Regions from separate parts of the Dromaius novaehollandiae genome. Here region 2 is linked to region 1. Evidence: chromatin contacts called from public Hi-C data. All regions are on one chromosome and are shown on one strand. The core of a region is the stretch at or near the end of the contact, and the rest is flanking DNA. Distances in the headings are between cores, read along the strand shown.

Region 1 (5,672 bases), core at 1,551-4,050:
ATCTTAGGAACAAAAGGTACATACAGCATAGCAATGCCAGTGTTTCTCTCTTTTATCAAAGGCAAAGCGGAGAAATTTTGAAAGAGTGGTGACAGAATCATTGGGGTGGCAATGCAAAATTCCATGTGACAAAGAATTGCTACTTTATGGAAAAGAAGTCATGATGGGTTTTCTGAAACATAGGTGTTACTGCAAGGAGAGAAAGGAAGACTGGACCTAGATTTAAGAAAACACCCTATGTAGAGAACTGCAGGGAACAGTTACTCTGATTTTGAGAAAACCCATTCTACGTTATACCGTGCTCATCCCTGCAGGACCTCACTTCAAGAAAATTCTCAAGCTGAAAGTCACAGTTGTTCAATCATGTAGCAGTCATTCTGATTCTGAGCTTGATTATATTTTCCCCTTCCTATATACTATAGGGTTCCTCACATGAGTAACAACCACAGTAAAGAGTCTTTATTTGGCTGTGAAAGCTTTGGACTATTGACATTTTTTCTGCACAGGACACGATGAATGGGAGTGAAGCTTGCAGCTGCCGCAGATCCTTCCTGGAAGACTTCTCAGAGCACCAGTGGCATGTTGATAGGAAAGCAAAGAACAGACACTTTTCTTTTCCCCCCGCCCCTTTTTCTCTTTATAGGATTGCAAGGGGAACAGATCATGGCAAAAACTGCATTCCTCACACAATACATAAAGCACAAAATGGTAATTATCACCGTCATTGTTTCAAGAACATTGCACAACAGTCGCAAAAGCATCAGAAACAGGAGCGACCAAACTGAATCCTTTCCATCCTGCCTACAAAGACCAAGACGTCCCTGGAGAGCCCGTGCCTGCGCCCTCCCGAGAGCGCAGGGTATCGTCTCCCAAATGGCACCGCATGTGGCCAGCGCACGCTACCGAGGGCTCTACGTGTAAGAACAGCAGGAAGAATATAATGAGAGAGTGGCTTGTTTCCAGCTCAGGATTACTGATCACAGCGGCGCGGTATGAGGCTTCAGTGCTCTGGCTCTACCACGCAGACAGACTATCACTCAAACTGTTATCGGTGCGCTAACAAGGAGGCAGCGAGTCCCTGGGTTGTCCTCCCTTTCCACCTGAACGAGCCTCAGCGCGAGAAGCCAGAACGCACTCACGGCTTCGAGGTACCTTCTGCTGCCGGAAGAAACCCATCAAAATCAACCACATCTTGCTTTCTCCCAGCAGGTGAATGCCCCGTGTGCTCCTGGTAAAATGCCACAATATTAAATAAGGCCTTCAGCATGTATGTTTAAAAGGATTTATTTTTGCCACCACTTGCACAGTTCCAATTTAGTATCAGCCATAGTTATATGCAGCAATAGGAAATTCATCCTAAAACGAAAGTAAAATTACTGCACCTAAAACACCGATCATATTGTATGTACGATCCACAGGAGTTCAGTGTCACTTGCACAAATAAAATTGTTTGTTCTATCTTTAATTATTCCAGAACTTTGTAACCAAGGATCCATAAATACTTTATTTTCTAATGCTTCTTTACCCATGGAATACCGAAGCTGAAAATTACTGTACCACTTTTGCAGAAAGATGGACTTCAACTCCACATGAAATTAGCTTTACCAAAATCATAGAAGTCACTGGCAAAACTAGAAACAGAACCCAAATGCACAGGGCTTATATACACCCACCTCTACCCCCAGCACCTCAGTCCAGCACCATGATTCACTTTTTAAACCTATAATTGAATGCAAGTTAAACGCCCCTCTGAGTTCAGGGTGTTCTACACATCATTTCTGCAAGCCGTCAACTCAAGAATAGGTCCTCAGTTTCCACTTCTCTTTTTCACGGACCAGTAAATTAAAACCATACACCAAGAGAAGCATAAACTCACATGTGTTTCTAGAATAATATTGAAATAGAAGAGTAATTACAGTATAAGCATGATTATGTTTTTGCCTTAATCACTCCAAGGCAATTGCAGTTTTAGCTGTAAGTGTTCGAACAATTATTCCATTATTATACCACCAGATGTCCCTAATCAACTATTACTCAAAGGCTGACCCGCTGTGACAGAATTCACGACTGACAATGTCATACAACTCAAAAGTTCTCCTCAAAGACATCGTCGATCAGATCATTTCTTCACTAATACTGAAAACCACAAGACATCCAAGTTACTACAAGATAAAATAATATTCCAAGCATCTATTCATTCCTCCAAGAAACATGAGAAAGACTTCTAATATCTGTTCTAATTACATATTTGAAGTCATTTCCATGCAGTAAGTACTTGGTGTATGAAGACTTTATCAGTTATTCAGAGGCAGATCTACAAGTCCCTCTGCAAAACGCACCAAGGCTAAATATGTGATTCAATATAGAAGTAACACTAAAGACACAGTTCCAACTTTTTCATATTAACTTCCTAATTTTTAGTTATAACACAGTAAAATAGTGCTATTTAAATTCTTAAATATAACTTAAATTCGCGTTGCTGGCTTTCCAAAATTTCTGTTGTAAAGTCATTATGCAAACTAGGAAGTACATGAAAATACTGCACAAAAGAAGTCTCTGCAGTGACTCCAGGCACACTTCTCTTTTATTGGAAGGGGGGGGACAAAAGAATACGCCTAGGTAGCGGGGGGACGTCACGTAGCCAGCGATTGGCTTCAAGGGAGACTGCTGACGAAGGAAAGGTATAACGCTAGCCACATATGGTATGTTTCATGAACACCTGGCCGCTAATAACTGAACTAAGACTAATGATTTGCCTCATACAGGCCACTACTAATTGGTAATAATAGCTTTTACTTGATGCTTCATTGCTCAAGTAGTGAAAAGCCTGTACTCCACTGCTGACCCCCATGAGCCACGCAAGCTGCAAACCATGCACGTGCCAAACGGGTCAGATTCCCCCGAGAAGGGTAAAGCGCAGTAACACGTTATAGTGTTTAAGCTTTTTCAAATGATATTCAGACTGGAAAACCTGAGATGCTGGCTCAGTCGTGCGCCGTTACAAGCACTCGGTGCGCTTCACCTTTCCTACCAGTCTCACCGCCCTGAGCGTCCCGGGGACAGAAGCTCGAGCTCCAGGAAGGCACCGCTTTTTTGCCTAGTGAGCAGTAATTTAGAGAGCACATAATCTGCTTACAGCTGCCCGGCAGAGAATTTTCCCATCGCAGGGGAATTTGCACCTGGTACGGAGCCAGCAGAGGCAGCGACCAGGCCAGCTGTCCCCATCCAGCACGGGGTACCTGACAGCACAGCGGAAACCCTCGGCCGCCCTCCAGCTCCTAGCTGGATAAGGCCCCAGTTGGAAGGAGAAGAGCAGCAGAGAGCAAGGAGCCCCAGCAATAACTTGGGGTCCTCCAAATTCCCCTGCCGAGGCAATTCTGGCGTACAAGCAAACGGGCAATTTTAATCATGCGTGTTTGGAACGTAAATAGAACCTAAGGCCACACACAGATTTATCTTTTTTTCATAAAGAAAACAGCAAAAGTGGAATACAGCCAAAGCTTGATACTAATATACTTCCAACAAGGCATGAACTTGCTATAATTATTTGTGTTTGTGTGTGTACAGAGGTGCTGTACATGAGCTTATGCTGCTCTCCCTCTATCACATGGGAAAGAGAAGTTCCCACACTGAACTGCAAGGCTGAATGCCAGCAATTCTGTTTTGGGGGGTTTTATTAGTGTGCCTTGTCATAAGCCCTTCTAAAGATTTTCTCCGTGACCAATTGATGGACTTTGCACAAGCGGTCTTTTGAGGAAGCAAGCTGGTTTTCACCTCCAGAATTCATAAGGAGAAAGCAGCTCACAGCAACAGCACATGCCATGCTTAACAGCATTCCCATATTATTTATGTTATCCTTCGGGGTAAGAGTAAATTAGAAGCTCCTCTACAGAGCTCTCATTATGGCCATGTGGGAAGGAAAAGCCCTGCGAGCGCAGGCCGCGTCTGCCTATTCCCGCAGCACATCCTGCCCATTCGGACAGGGAGGAGGGGAGCAGGCTTCCGAGCTAAGGTGCCGTGCCTGATTGCCGAGATAATACGCCACCGTGTCTGAACACGCCAGCTACAACCCTCGCTGTCAGATCCCACGCTGTCAGGAACTAGGAGTTATCTGCTCGTCTCTGCGAGCTGCGGAGGATAATCCACTTTCTGTGTCAGGTTGCTGAAGGAGACTCCTGCCTTTGCTCTCCTATCCCTCATTCCCCGTTGTTAATGCTCAACAGCAACAAAGTCGTCATTTTTCTGAGCTGCTTTCTGTAGCCATTCCTCTTTTCCTTCTCTCATTTATATCTCCTCTTTACTCTTCTACCCTTTCATCTCTCCAAATCTAACCTCTATTTTTTTTTGCACTGACTTTTTTTTTCCCCATTTGTCATCTAAATGAAGACAAGAGCTCATTTCTCTCTCTCTTTTTTTCTTATAAATCCCTTTCAGTACCTTCTCCACTCCTCCTCTCATGGTCTGATACTTTTCACCTTACTGATCAAATGGATTGTGATTATGAGACTGAAAGGGCAGATTAAGCACCAGTAAAAAACAGGATTATAAAGAAAGTCAAGAATCCGCGACACAGGCACAATCACTACGAATGAGAGAAACGGAAGAATTATTAATTCAAGCTTAGCTCTAGATTTTTTGAGACTAACTTGCTGATGCGGTGACTCTGAAATAAAATCACATTTTGAAAATATTACTTTTTTAAAAGGCTCTGGGACTGAAACAACCAATCGCAAAGCTTTTTTAAAATGAAATACTTGAGCTCTCTGGGTAACGAAAGAGCTAACCCAGTCAAATGTGATAAGACAACGTAAACCAAAATCAAACATCTCTTACAAATGGGTACTTCTGGCATTTTTCACATGTTACTTTTTAAGCAGAAAACATGATTTCTAAAAACTATGATTGAACACTTCACTAAATCTATTTTTACTCTTCATTACTTTGTTGTAATGAACTTTCCAACTATCTGAACAATAATCAGACCCTTCTCAGGGACCTGAGAAGGACATTATCACTGTGCCAACAACAATACCAAATCCACCAACTTAATAGGACAAGGCTGCACAAAGGCATTTTGGCTCTCATTTAACCACATCTATGGGAAGCTGGATCCTAATAATTTTAATAAATTTGGTTATATGTGACTCTTTTGAGCTCAAGAGCTACTCTCAACTTTTATATCAGCTTAAAAAAAGAACACTCTGCTCAGATATTTTCCTAGCAGAGATAAAGAAGCTCAAATCTGAACTTGCAGCACCAACTTTGGAAGCAGGGAGGCATTTAGATGTGATTCTTTGGACCAAAACCCCTACTTGCAGTTGAGTAGCATCTAAACACAAAGGAGCTTCCTTTCTAGATCTACAACTGCACATGGCACAGGAGGTCAAAGTATAGGAAATTTGCCATTAAATTGCCAAGTTACTTTAACACAGAAGATTCAATCACATTTTCCTTCTTTTTTCTTTGATGATTTTTGCCATTTCATGGATACGTCTCCATTTGCACCTTATTAAATACATTAAAACTTGCATATCTCACAAAGATACCTTGCCCCTGAAAGAACAGACATATTTCAGACAAGTGTGCTCCCTTGGCCACATGCACAAACCTTTTTGTCAATCCAGATAGACTGTAACATATCTCTTAGAGACACCGAACAGTCGTCATATCAA
Region 2 (5,672 bases), core at 1,692-4,191, 180 kb after region 1:
TTGTGCTGCGCAGGATTCGGGCCAGAATCTCACAACTGTCCAGTAATCTAAGAATCTGTAAACCCACTGTCCCGGAGGTTTCTTACTTTGATCTCTGTAAAGAAACTGTTATGCACATGCTTATCATGTTGACATTTAATCACTCTTAATATATGCATAAGGTTCAAAGCAGGGTAATTACCATTTTTTCCAGCTCCGCCCTCTGGTATGATTTGCCACTGCCTCTCCCAGCACTGTTGTTTTGAAAACCAATTCCCATTATCTAAAGGGCCTTCCAAAGCAAACAGAGCAGTGTAGCACTTTCTAATATTTATTTTGCGTTCTCAAAGAAAAAACAACAGTGGTAGTTCGGGGGGGAGGGGGTTATTTTTCTGAAAAGATGCTTGTATTGACGGCGGTTTTAAATGGCCCCCTGCCCCGTCACCCAGGCAAGGGACCAGCTCCGGAGCAGAGGGTTTTGCTGCGCAATCCGCTGGATCCGCAGCGGGTGAATGGCTTCGCGGGAATCAGTGCCCAGCTGCGGCAAGAGCCTGCAAACGGAGAGGGTTTTCACCGCCATCCTCCCTCGCCTCCCGGGAAGGCGGCCTCGCCGGCGGCGGCCCCGCGCTGTGCCCGCTCCCGGCATCACCGGCGGCCGGGATGAGCCGCGGAGCACGGCCGGCTGCCCAAGGCAGCGCTCACGAGCGGACGCGCGAGGTACGAGCCGGGCTCCCGGCTCCGCCGCAGCCTCCTTGCGTGACCTTGGCGCCGTAGACCCGTCTGCCGCTGTGTTTAAGAAGTTAAGATAATATGACTTGTCTGCCTCACACGGATATCGTGAGGTTACGGTCGCCGTTCGTCGGCGGGGCCCTGGGGGCGGAAGGGAGGCGCGGCGTGCGGACACCGATGCCCGGCGTTGGACGGACCCGCCTGGGAACGGGCACACGCCACGCGTTACGCTCGCAGAGACACACGCACAATCGCAGGCCGTTTAAACGGGCCTTTACAAACAGTTTCGAAGTGCTCTGCAAACAGTTCATTAATAGATGACATATTTTCGCTGAAGGCACAACCCGCTCAACCAGATTTCATTACAGGTGTAAATAACGCTGGGAGAAGTTGAGTGTGAGCCTCAGCTGTCTGCTCTTAACCCCTGCTCCGGCCGACACGTCGGAGGCCGGTTCAACCATCCAGCCCGGTTCCCTCCAAATTCACGAGCGCTTCCTTCACATATACTTGCTTTATCAAGGCCTAGTGGTTCCCCCCGGGTTTCTCAGCCCCAGCGAAGAGCAAACAGCAACGTAACTGCTCAGGAAGAAGAGGTGGCGGCTCGGAGGCTCGCGGCCCTCCCGAAACCCCTAAAAACGCGGGAAGTGGGCTTGGGCGCCGCGGGGCACCAAACCCGGCGGCCTCTGCCGGCTCGACGCCTCCCTGAGGGCATTTCCCGGGGAGGGGGATGCGGCCCCCCGGGGAGAGGAGGGGGCGAACCGCGGGGATGAGGGTGCCAGGAGGGGGTCTCCAAGGGGGGCGTTTGGTGGGAGGGGGAGGCAGGTAGGGGACCGCATGGAGGTGGAGGGGACGTTTCTCAGAGACGTGGGAGACCACAGGCAGGGACCCCCCGGAGAGGGAGGCCATTTGTCGGGGTGCGGGGGGATGCGCTGCAGCGTCCCCGTGGAGGGGAGGACACTTCTCGGGGGTGTGGGGGCTGCAGGTAGGAGCTCCCCACGGAGGGGGATGGTGGTTTGGGGGGGACATGGGGGGGCACAGGCAGGAGCTCCTCACAGAGGGGGATGGTGGTTTGAGGGGGGACATGGGGGGGGGCCCATGCAGGAGCTCCTCACAGAGGGGGATGGTGGTTTGAGGGGGGACATGGGGGGGGCGCAGGCAGGAGCTCCTCACAGAGGGGGAGGACACTTTCGGGGACATGGGGGTGCGGGAGGGGCTCCTTCCGGAGCAGGAGGAGGTTCCTCTGGGCCGTGAGGGGACACAGGGGCTCTGCACGGAGGGGGAGGACACTTCTCGGGGGCTGCAGGTAGGAGCTCCCTATGGAGGGGGATGGTGGTTTGGGGGGACATGGGGGGGGCGCAGGCAGGAGCTCCTCACAGAGGGGGAGGACACTTTCGGGGACGTGGGGGTGCGGGCAGGGGCTCCTCCTGGAGAGGAGGACACTTTGGGGGATGTGGGGGTGCAGGCAAGGGCTCCCCTCGGAGCAAAGGAGATTCCTCCGGGCTGTGGGGGGACACGGGGGGTCTCCATGGAGGGGGAGGACACTTCTCAGGGGCTGCAGGCAGGACCCCTATGGAGGGGGATGGCGATTTGGGGGGTACATGAGGGGTGCGCAGGCAGGAGCTCCTCACAGAGAGGGAGGACACTCCTGGGGGAGGTGGGGGTGCGGGCAGGGGCTCCCCCGGAGGTTCCTCCGGGCCGTGGGGGGACGGGGGGGAGGTTTTCCACGGAGGAGAAGGACACTTCTCAGGGGAGTGGGGGCTGCAGGTAGGAGCCCTACGGAGGGGGACGGTGGTTCGGGGGGGACGTGGGGGTGCGGGCAGGGGCTCCTCGCAGAGGGGGAGGACACTTCTGGGGACATGGGGGTGCGGGAGGGGCTCCCCTCGGAGCGAAGGAGGTTCCTCTGGGCTGTGGGGGGACACGGGGGGTCTGCACAGAGGGGGACGACACTTCTCGGGGGTCTGCGGGCTGCAGGTAGGAGCCCTTCGGAGGGGGGCGGCGGTCTGGGGGGCCGTGGGGGGGCAGGCGGGGGCTCCCCCCGGGGGGCCGCGGCGGCGGGGGTGGGGGGGGGACGCGGGGCTCCCCCCGGGGGGCCGGACCGCTCCGGCGGCCAGGGCGGGCGGGCGGCGTCGCGGTGAGCGGAGGGGAGGGCCGGGGGCGGCGGTGCGGGGAGGCGCCGTCCCTCCCCTGGGCCGTTTCTCGGCGAGGCCGTTTAATAGCCGGCGGCCGCGGCCCCTCCCCGTTGGAGCCGGCCCGTGCGGCGCGGCCGGCGGCGGCGGCGGCGGCGGCGGGGCCGGGGCCGGGGCCGGGGCCGGGGCCGGGCAGGTGGGCGGCGGCGGCGGGGCCATGGCGCGGCGCGGCGCGGGGCGGCTGCGGGCGCTGCTGCTGGCGGCGGTGCTGGGCGCCGCGCGGGGCTTCGGCGACGAGGAGGAGCGGCGCTGCGACGCCATCCGCATCGCCATGTGCCAGAACCTGGGCTACAACGTCACCAAGATGCCCAACCTGGTGGGCCACGAGCTGCAGGCGGACGCCGAGCTGCAGCTCACCACCTTCACCCCGCTCATCCAGTACGGCTGCTCCAGCCAGCTCCAGGTGGGTCCTGCGCGCCCCGCCCGCCGCGGGAGCCTTGTCCCCGCGACGCGGCTCCCCGCCAGCGAACACGCAGGGCAGCCCCCCCGCGCCCTGCCCGGGGCAGAGTTGCCCCCTCGGCACGCAGTCCCCCTTGCCTTGTCACCTCCCAGAAATGCAGTCGCTCAAAACGGCAGCGTTTTGTTATTGTTGCAGATACATTCTTGACCTTACAGCGAAAGCAAAGCTCGCTCTTCTAGCAGAGCCGTGAGCCGAAGCAGTTCAATAAACGCCTTCTCTCCTGCTTGTTTGCTAGCCGTAAAACCCAGGCAGTGCCTTGGACAAATGTATGCATTTGTTTAAACCGCTGCTTCGGTCCGTTTCTCGCTTTCCTAAATTGCACCCCTGAGGTTTCGATCTGGCTAAACCCCGCTCGCTGTCTTGCAATTGATGGACTGAATTTACATTGAGCCAATCCAGGGAGCGAAATGTTCGTTCGGGCTTTGGCTTCGGACCGTTTCTGAGCCAAAAGACGACAACGTTTTGAGGGTTTTTTTCTCCTTTGTTTTTATTGTTCTTGCTTTATTTATTTTATGCTGCCTCCTGTTTTTCAAGGCAAAGGACCAAATATTACTGCTAAAAAGACAAAAAGAGAACTTGTTATATGTTGACCTGTTCAATTTTCTTCCGACACAGTCATGATTTGGGGTTTTTTCTCTTCCAGTTCTTCCTTTGTTCGGTCTATGTTCCTATGTGCACCGAGAAGATTAACATCCCCATAGGGCCCTGTGGTGGCATGTGTCTCTCCGTCAAAAGGAGATGTGAACCTGTTTTAAAAGAATTTGGATTTGCCTGGCCAGACAGCCTGAACTGCAGCAAATTCCCACCCCAGAATGATCACAACCACATGTGCATGGAGGGCCCGGGAGACGAAGAGGTTCCCCTGCATAGCAAGACGTCCTTGCAGCCCGGAGAAGAGTGCCACAGCATGGGCTCTAATTCAGACCAGTACATCTGGGTCAAAAGAAGCTTGAACTGTGTCCTGAAGTGTGGCTACGATGCTGGGCTCTACAGCAGGTCGGCTAAGGAATTCACAGATATCTGGATGGCCGTGTGGGCTAGTCTTTGCTTCATATCAACGGCATTCACAGTCCTGACCTTCCTGATTGATTCATCCAGATTTTCCTACCCGGAGCGCCCAATCATATTTTTGAGCATGTGCTACAATATTTATAGCATTGCTTATATTGTGAGGCTAACTGTGGGCCGGGAAAGGATATCCTGTGATTTTGAAGAGGCAGCAGAACCTGTTCTTATCCAAGAAGGTCTTAAGAACACAGGATGTGCTATAATTTTCTTGCTGATGTATTTTTTTGGGATGGCTAGCTCCATCTGGTGGGTTATTCTCACATTGACGTGGTTTCTGGCAGCAGGACTTAAGTGGGGCCACGAAGCTATAGAAATGCACAGCTCCTATTTCCACATTGCAGCCTGGGCCATCCCTGCAGTGAAGACCATAGTCATCTTGATTATGAGACTAGTAGATGCAGATGAGCTCACTGGTCTGTGTTACGTTGGCAACCAGAACCTAGATGCGCTCACGGGCTTTGTTGTTGCACCACTTTTTACCTACCTGGTTATTGGAACTTTATTCATTGCAGCCGGATTGGTGGCCTTATTTAAAATCCGGTCTAACCTTCAGAAGGATGGAACTAAAACTGACAAACTGGAAAGACTGATGGTCAAAATCGGTGTCTTTTCAGTGCTGTACACCGTCCCAGCAACGTGTGTCATTGCGTGTTATTTTTACGAAATCTCCAACTGGGCTGTTTTCCGCTATTCGGCAGACGATTCCAATATGGCTGTGGAGATGCTCAAAATCTTCATGTCCCTCCTGGTGGGTATCACGTCAGGTATGTGGATTTGGTCAGCCAAAACTCTGCACACGTGGCAGAAGTGCTCGAACAGACTGGTGAACTCAGGGAAAGTGAAACGGCAGAAGAGAGCAGATGGTTGGGTGAAACCGGGGAAAGGGAACGAGACTGTGGTATGAGAGAACAAGGACACCCCGGTGCTCTCCGACCGTCGTCACGTGAAGGACTGATGCTGTGTAAGCACTGCGGTGGAAGTGTTGCTGAGCGTAGAGTAGGGAGACGGGTACCAAACCTGTCTCTGAGGGGCAGGGGGAAAAAAAGCCTTAAAGAATAAGCAACAAAAAGATCATGCTGCAAATACAATAGCCATAAACCATGCTGCCCAAAATAGGAAAGCCCAGGGAGGCTTTAAAAGCTGTGAAAAAAACTAATCACATTATCTCTTTTTTTTTTTTTTTTTTTTCCTTTTTTTTTCCTGAAGGAGGATGCAGTATACTTCAGTCTTTAGAAGCTGTGGGACTGTAG

Evidence for each region. Hi-C and Micro-C count contacts between places; a contact is called where the count stands out from the background.
Region 2: a Hi-C map of ovary shows a contact between it and region 1, with 6 times the contacts expected there. The contact joins the promoter of FZD4 here to the enhancer-like site in region 1. A contact is called at or near these places in 3 of 4 Hi-C or Micro-C datasets (brain, liver and ovary).

Annotation. Positions count from the first base shown.
Region 1 is chr1:210,270,366-210,276,037 of bDroNov1.hap1, forward strand. The region is part of intron 5 of TMEM135 (transmembrane protein 135); the gene reads right to left. Among named protein-coding and RNA genes, the nearest start is that of TMEM135, 160 kb to the right of the region's middle. Within about 2 kb of position 2,801, at least 2 of the 2 cell types and tissues checked have open chromatin away from gene starts, as enhancers often do.
Region 2 is chr1:210,449,361-210,455,032 of bDroNov1.hap1, forward strand. FZD4 (frizzled class receptor 4) reads left to right here and starts at 2,942. Exons shown (of 2, transcript XM_026106086.2): 1 at 2,942-3,297; 2 at 3,998-5,672. The coding sequence starts at 3,052. The coding sequence ends at 5,326.